2 separate regions of the Ovis aries genome follow, and region 1 is linked to region 2. The links are chromatin contacts, called in public Hi-C maps. All regions are on one chromosome and are shown on one strand. Each heading gives the region's core, a stretch centred on a gene start, on an enhancer-like site or on the middle of the called end of the contact. The rest is flanking DNA. Distances are from core to core; before and after follow the strand shown. Region 1 holds the start of CELSR1 (cadherin EGF LAG seven-pass G-type receptor 1). Region 2 overlaps TRMU (tRNA mitochondrial 2-thiouridylase).

The links. Hi-C and Micro-C count contacts between places; a contact is called where the count stands out from the background.
Region 1: a contact with region 2 is called in a Hi-C map of tail adipose tissue, with 10 times the contacts expected there. The contact joins the promoter of CELSR1 here to the enhancer-like site in region 2. A contact is called at or near these places in 10 of 16 Hi-C or Micro-C datasets (hypothalamus, liver, mixed tissues and 5 more).

What each region holds. Positions count from the first base shown.
Region 1 is chr3:222,703,152-222,706,625 of ARS-UI_Ramb_v3.0, reverse strand. It overlaps CELSR1 (cadherin EGF LAG seven-pass G-type receptor 1), which reads left to right and starts at 1,913. Exons shown (of 35, transcript XM_042247887.1): 1 at 1,913-3,474. The coding sequence starts at 1,913.
Region 2 is chr3:222,551,893-222,555,822 of ARS-UI_Ramb_v3.0, reverse strand. It overlaps TRMU (tRNA mitochondrial 2-thiouridylase), which reads right to left. Exons shown (of 11, transcript XM_027968216.3): 11 at 3,291-3,648. The coding sequence ends at 3,496. Among named protein-coding and RNA genes, the nearest start is that of TRMU, 16 kb to the right of the region's middle. Within about 2 kb of position 2,057, at least 4 of the 54 cell types and tissues checked have an H3K27ac peak or open chromatin away from gene starts, as enhancers often do.

The DNA of each region.
Region 1 (3,474 bases), core at 664-3,163, 150 kb before region 2:
ACCAGGCTTAACAATGGAAACTCCCAGAGTAAAAGGTTCCAAAACCCATCTACGTTTTAGGTCATAATAATGTCTTCATATCGTTGCTGGGGGGAAGAGAATGCTTCAGTACTGAAGTATTTGGCTTCAGTCCAAGCACACTGTATTCAGTAACTTTCAGCCATATCGGTTGTTTATTTATTTTTGTGCCCCAGCTCCACAGCTATCGGCGCTCAGCTCGGAAATGCCGCCCTGGTCCCAAAACTCCATTCTAGAGACAGGACAAGTGGGTGACGACTCTCACCCCTACGGCTGTCTGGAGGGGTGGGGGGGTTACAAGGGGGGGGACTCCTTCCGGATCCCCCGGACCGCTGGAAGGCGAGGAGCTAGAGTGGGTTCTGGGACCCAAAGCTTCGCGGACAAGTGCATCTCCCATCAGGAGGGCCCACAGCCCTAAAGCCCCGCGGGACGGGGAGGGTGTCTCACACCCCGAGCCCCGAGCCCGCAGGCTGTGCCCCGCAGGAAGTGAGGCAGGTGTCAGTTCGTTCTAAAGCACCCCCTCCCCATCTGCACCCCGTAGGAGGCGGCAGTGTGTCTCAACCCTAAAACTCCCTTCCCGGGCTGTTCCCCGCAGGAGATGGGGTAAGCCCGGAGACCGGCCGCTGTCGTAGGGTTCTGAGTGCCCCCCGCCCGCGACGGCTTCCTGCCCCCCGGGCCTGCGCTCGGGGCCCCTGAGCTGCGGCCGCAGCCTAGGGGCCTCGGGGCCTGAGCGCGCGGCCGCGAACTGTGCGCTCCAGCCAGTCGCACTCGCGGGAGACGAGCTCGCCTCCGCCGACTCCAACTCCGATCCCAAGTGTCAACTCGGACTGCTTTTCTTTTACTTTCAAAGTTCCCTTTTAAACCCAAAGGACCCTATTCTGGGTTAGTCGCCTATACAGTTTCAAAGTCCAGGAAAATTTCTCCGGGTTAAGCACTTTAGCCTCGGGCATATGGCTGTAAATCTGTATCCGCCCCCCACCCCCTACCCCGGCAGCAGCCGCTGCTGGAGAGCTGCCCCCTCCCGGGAGCCTCCGCACCCTTCACTCTCCCCGGTCGGTCCAGCCCGGATGGCGGTCTCCACGGATCAGCGTTGCCGGGGTGGGGTGGGGGCTTCGGTTGCGCTCAGTCCCCGGAGAGTGGAGCCACCACCGCACTGGTGGCCACGGCACCAGCTCCCCGCGCCCCCCCGCCCCACGCCGCTCCGCCCGCCTTTCCCGGCCCGACTTCTTCGGCCCTGCCCCCAAGGGAGGCCGGGTGGGGAGGCCGCTGGAGAGTGGGCCCTGCCCGCAGCCCCCGCCGCCGCTGCGCCCCCGCGTCTCCATAGCGATCCTCCCGGCGCGCACCTCCGGGCCGGCTCCCCCAGGGGCCGAACAATACGCGGCGGGGCCGGGGGCGGGGCCGGGCCGGGCCAGGGGCGGGGAGAGCGCGGGCGCTGGGGGCGCTGGCCGAGCGCACCGCCCAGGCAGCAGCCGGCCGCTGGGGTCTCGGCCGCGCGGTGCGGCCGGTCCCGCTCCGGGAGCGCAGCCCTCGTCCCGCCGCGGGCCCGCCCCGCTTCCCACGCCGCCCTGTCGGGCCCGCGCAGGAGCCACCTGGAGCCACCCAGATCCGCCGCCACCGCAGGTTGATGCGCGACGCCCTCCCGGGACGCGCGGAGGAGCCATCTTGAAACCAACTTCGCAAACTTTCGCAAAGTGCTCTTGAAGTGGAAGCTGCGGGGGAGACCGGGAGCCCGGCCCCCGGTGTCCCCTCCAGGGCCCCCGGGGAGGCGGGGCGCGAGCCGCCCCGAGGGCCCGGCACCGGGCGCGCGGGAGCCGCCCCCCGGCCGCGCCGGGTGGATGCGGAGCCGCGCCGGGTGCATGGATTGTGCTCGGGCGCCCGGCTCGGGCTCCGGGCCATGGCGCCGCCGCCGCCGCCCGCGCTGCCCGCGCTGCTGCTGCTGGCTGCGGCCGCCGCCCTACCGGCGCTGGGGCTCCGAGCGGCCGCCTGGGAGCTGCGAGTGCCCGGCGGTGCCCGCGCTTTCGCCCTCGGGCCCGGCTGGACCTATGCGCTGGATGCGGCGCACACGCCCCGGGCGCTGCGGGAACTGCTGGACTTGAGCCGCGACGGCCGGCTGGTCGGGCGGCGGCGCGGACCCGGCGCGGGTCTCCCGGGCTGCGCGCGCCTGGGGGGACGTCCGCTGCCACTGCAGGTCCGCCTGGCTGACCGCAGCGCCCAGGCGGCGCTGAGCCTCCGCCTGCGGGCACACGCGCACGGTCCCGGTTGCGGCGCCCGGCCCCGGGGCCGACGGGCTCTCGGCGCCGAGCTGCGCGCGCGGGCTGTGCTAGCGGTGCCTGGCCCCGGCGCGATGCTGTGCTTCCCAGCCCCTGGCGGCGGCGGGGCCACGCTGCACTCGGCACTGGCCGCCTTGACCACGTTCCCCGCCTGCAGCTGCCCGCCGCGCCCCGGTTCCCGCTGCCCACGCCGCCCTGTCTGCTTGCCGCCCGGGGGCTCGGCCCGCCTGCTCCTGCTCTGTGCCCTGCGGCGCGCAGCAGGCACCGTCCGGGTGGAGCTGGCGCTGGAGGCGGCCTCGGGGACGCCTTCCCCATTGCCGTCGCAGTCGCCGCCGCCGCCAGGCCTGCCTCAGGCCGGGGCGGGGGCGGCGCGGCGGGCCCGGCGGGGCGCTGGCGGCAGCACTACCCCGCAGTTCCAGCTGCCCAGCTACCAGGTGTCGGTGCCCGAGAACGAGCCCGCCGGCACCGCGGTCATCGAGCTGCGAGCGCACGATCCCGACGAGGGCGAGGCGGGGCGCCTCGGCTACCAGATGGAGGCGCTGTTTGATGAGCGCTCCAATGGCTACTTCCTCATCGACGCGGACACGGGCTTGGTGAGCACCGCCCGCCCGCTGGACCGCGAGACCAAGGACACGCACGTACTCAAGGTAAGTGCGGTGGACCACGGCTCGCCGCGGCGCTCGGCCGCCACCTACCTCACCGTCACGGTCAGCGACACCAACGACCACAGCCCCGTCTTCGAGCAGTCGGAGTACCGCGAGCGCGTGCGCGAGAACCTCGAGGTGGGCTACGAAGTGCTGACCATCCGCGCCACCGACGGTGACGCGCCCTCCAACGCCAACATGCGCTACCGCCTGCTGGAGGGCGCGCGCGGCATCTTCGAGATCGACGAGCGCTCGGGCGTGGTGCGCACGCGGGCCGTGGTGGACCGGGAGGAGGAGGCCAGCTACCAGCTGCTGGTGGAGGCCAACGACCAGGGCCGCAACCCGGGCCCGCTCAGCGCCACCGCCACCGTGCACATCGTGGTGGAGGACGAGAACGACAACTACCCCCAGTTCAGCGAGAAGCGCTACGTGGTCCAGGTGCCGGAGGACGTGGCCGTCAACACGCCGGTGCTGCGAGTGCAGGCCACGGACCGCGACCAGGGCCAGAACGCTGCCATCCACTACAGCATCGTCAGCGGGAA
Region 2 (3,930 bases), core at 808-3,307:
TCCTTCCCATCCTACCCCTTAGTGAACCACTTTCAAGTTCACTGATTCCTTCTTCTTTAATATCCATTCTGTTATGAAGGCCATCCAGTGATTTTTTTAAATTTCAAATATTGTAAGTTTAAGTTCTAAAATTTCCACATGGCTCCTTTTTATAATTTTTATTTCTCTACTAAAAACGTCTAATTTTCCATGAATTTCAGAAGTGTTTACCTTTACGTCATAGAGCATGGTTGTAACTTTAAATTCTTTGATAATTTGGACATCTGGGGGCCCCAAATCTGTTTTCTTTCCCCTTGGGGTTTTCCTGGTTCTCTGTAAACTGGCTAATTCCACACTGAATCCTCGACACCCAATGTTACGTCACAGGCCTCTGGGTCCTGTTAAGATCCTCTGGCAGATGTTGGTTTTGTTTGTTTTAGGAGGCAGTCAACCCAGTGAGGCTCAGACCACAGCCCTGCCTCCCTCTGCGGCTGCTGCCGTGCGGCCCTGGGCCCGCCCTGCACACGTGGTGCACAGTCAGCCTGGGACCCGGGGTGCTTTGCGGCCCATCTGCTCTCGGAGCCTTTCATACGCTGCTTGGGGCCTGCTCCAACTGGGGCGAGCCAGCGCCTGTCAGCGTACGTGGAGCAAGGGGTCCGCTCTGCCCACGCTCTGCTCTCTGGGTTCGCCTTACGTGCGCTTACTCCCGGGGCCCCTTCCTTGGTTTCTCTGCCCAGAAAGATGGGTTGCCCCCAGGGTCCTAGCCGCCTGCACTGCCACGCTTCCACCCAAGTGGGGCCACCTTTGGGGAAAACCTGTGGAGCAAAGAGAAACAGCAGGGACCCCACGATCTCAGCCCACAGGGCCCCTCTTCCCAGGCCTCCGGGAGTCTTCGCCCCGGTGCTGGCCACACAACTCCAGAGGTCGGGCCACCCTTGGGTCAGGTCTGGGAGGAGAAAGAGGAAAGACGCCCAGAAACGCCCTCCCCCTAGGCCTCTCTTCCGGCCTCATCTCGAGTCCACCACGGACAGTTGCCTCTCAGAGAGCTCAGGCCTGAGAGCAACAGACGCGCTCGTCAGCCCAGAAGCCTCCTGTGGGAGCGCATTTCAGAAGGCGAGCAGCCCCTGGGGAGAGGCGAGCAGCCCCTGGGGAGAGGCGAGCAGGTGTGTCTGCTGGGCTTGGGTGTCCTCCCGTGGACAGAATGACTGCCCTCCACACCAACCCCAGCCACAGCTGCTCCGGGACCCATACCTCAAGACAAAATCACTGAACAGACGTGAACGCTGAACCTCGTCCAGGCCACGGAAACACTGAACAGTAGTGACTGGCCCTTACGTTGCAGCTGGTGCCTCGCCCCAGCCACCCTTCCTGCAGACACTGAAGGTGCTGGGAAGTCTGGGCCTCGTGAAGGCCTCCCTGGACATGGACAAGATGCCGCTAGAGCCCCAGGGCTGCGGGCAGAAGACGGGCCCCAGGGGCTGACCCTGACACGGACTTGAGCCTCCCAGGAGCGGAGCACAGGCCAGGCTCGGGGGTCTGTCTCGCCAAGGTGACTCTGAAGTGACAGGGGCGGGGGGGGGGGGGGGGGGGGGGGGGCAACCCTTCATCTGCATCAAGAGACGGGGGTCGGTGTGTAAAAGCAGCGGCCCGGGCCCTCCCTCAGGATGCCCAGTGTGGGGTGACCGTGGCCTGGAGGCCGGGCACCAGTGGGGAAGAAGGCAGGGAAGCCCATCCCCTACCAGCCCCAGCCCCTCTGAAGGTCATGGGTCAGCTGAGTCAGAGGCATTGCCCAGGAGCCTCCCAGGGTCAGTCAGTGGCCTGGAGGACTCAGGGGCAGGCTGTGCCCAGGAGAAGGTGGCACTGTGGGCCTGGAGGACTTGGGGGGGGGGCAGGCTGTGCCCAGAAGGTGGCACTGCGGGCCTGGAGGGCTCGAGGTGGGGGGTCAGGCTGTGCCCAGGAGAAGGTGGCACTGCGGGCCTGGAGGACTCGGGGGCAGGCTGTGCCCAGGAGGTGGCACTGTGGGCCTGGAGGACTTGGGGGGGGCAGGCTGTGCCCAGAAGGTGGCACTGTGGGCCTGGAGGGCTTGGAGGGGGGCAGGCTGTGCCCAGGAGAAGGTGGCACTGCAGGCCTCTAGGCTCCCACGGGTACTGCTGAGCCAGGGGTAGCGGCAGGTTTGTGATCCTCCTCCCGCCTCCACTGGCCAACCTGGCTGGAGGCCTGGCATCGGGCCAGCAGGACAGGCAGAGCCATCTGGAGGCTAGAAGGGCAGCCTCTCCTCTGCTGGTCCATGACCCTGCCGCTGGCCCCCTCCAGCCACCATTCCTCCCACCCTGGAGGCTCCCCAGACAGCGAAAGCCCCAGCCCAAGGCAGTGGACCCCAGGGAGCCCAAGCCCAGGGGGTCTCCATGCTGCCCCTGGAGCTGGCAGAACACAAGTGGTGTCTCAGCCCTGGCCTCCCAGCGGGGCTGAAGGTGCCCAAGGGCGCTGCTGGCCTCTCTGCCCACCCGCCAGCCCAGCACAACGCGGAGAGCGGCTGTAGGTCTGCCTCCGCGCTGGGCTGAGCAGAGCCTCTCTGGCCAAGCCTGGCTGGAGGGCCCCTGGTCTTGGAAGCCACGCAGTGTAGTGGGAGGTGCCAGCCGTGTCCCCTGCCCCACCCTGGGGACGTGCCCTGCTGGGGGCCTGGAACCGGGGGAGGGGGACACGGGGGGCTGCAGCTCTACCGACGGAGCAGCACAGAGAGAACACCCTGGGGCGGCTGGGGCCCACAGTCCCTACGGAGCTGTGGCCTTCTCCCTGCCTGTGAGCGCACCGTCCCGTCCGAGGCCGGACCCTGGTCTGACACGTGGCCCGGGCAGCTGAGAGAGGACTCCCGCGTCAGTGAGCCTCCAGCTCGGGGGCGTCCTGTCACGGCAGCCTGAACGGACCAAGGCGAGCGCACCCGCCAACCGTCTCACGGTGAACCCGCCCAGGGGCCCAGGCCCCGTTTTCTGGTGTGACTGGCCAGGGCGCGGAGCACTCTGGTGGGGTGATGGGGGGTTCTGTGCAGCTGCCTGGACTTGGGACAGGGCCGCACTCAGAGGGGCCTCAAGCCTGCAGCCCTCCCCGGCAGACACCCTGCAGGCTGGGACTCGGCTCAAGGCTGCTCACGGGGCCCTGCCACAGGGGAGGGCGGGCACAGGCACGAACGGAGAGAGAGAAGCGGGGCCCGTCCCCTCCGTGCTGCCCCCCGCCTGGCCACACACCCCCCGTGCCCTGGAGCCCCGAGACAGCCCCCTGGGCCCCGCCCCCCAAAGGCACCATCAGAACCTACGTCCCGGGCAGAGTTTTTATTGGATGCTGCCTCTTCTGGGGTGTGAGGAAGGAACCCTACAAACGGGCACCTGGGACAGACCCTCCAGCCAGCACTGGAGCGGCCGCCGGGTCACCGGGGGGTGGCAGTGCTGAGCCCCCACAGCCCCCTGGCTCCGCTCCCCCACCTCTCCTCCCGCAAGCTCCGCAGCAGCCGCTCCGCCTCCGTCAGGGTGCAGGCCCCAGGCCCGGGCTGTCGCTGGAGCCCTCCGTGGCCACGCTGGACGTCCTCTGGCCCTTCTGCAGTGTGTAGGCGGACGGCCCCAGACGCAGGATCTTCCCGCTGCCCAGGCACTCGTCCCCTTTGTAGAACACGGCGAACTGGCGGAACAGAGGCCGCGTCACCTACAACAGGACCCGGCCTCCGGGTGCCGAGCGGCCTAGATCTGCGCGGCTGGTCTAGCGCTGGGGAGGGCGGGCCCCGCACCGCCTCCCCTGCTTCCGTCCTCGCCCCCCGGGGCCCAGGTCACAGGAGGGCCAGGGCGGGACCGCACGGCAGCCAGGCCGCGTGCTCTCGACTGGGAGAGCAGCGCTAGGCGCAGGGCTGGCTGTGTGACCAGCACCCCCACACCTCTCTGCCCTCAGCCCCTCACTGTCTGGAAG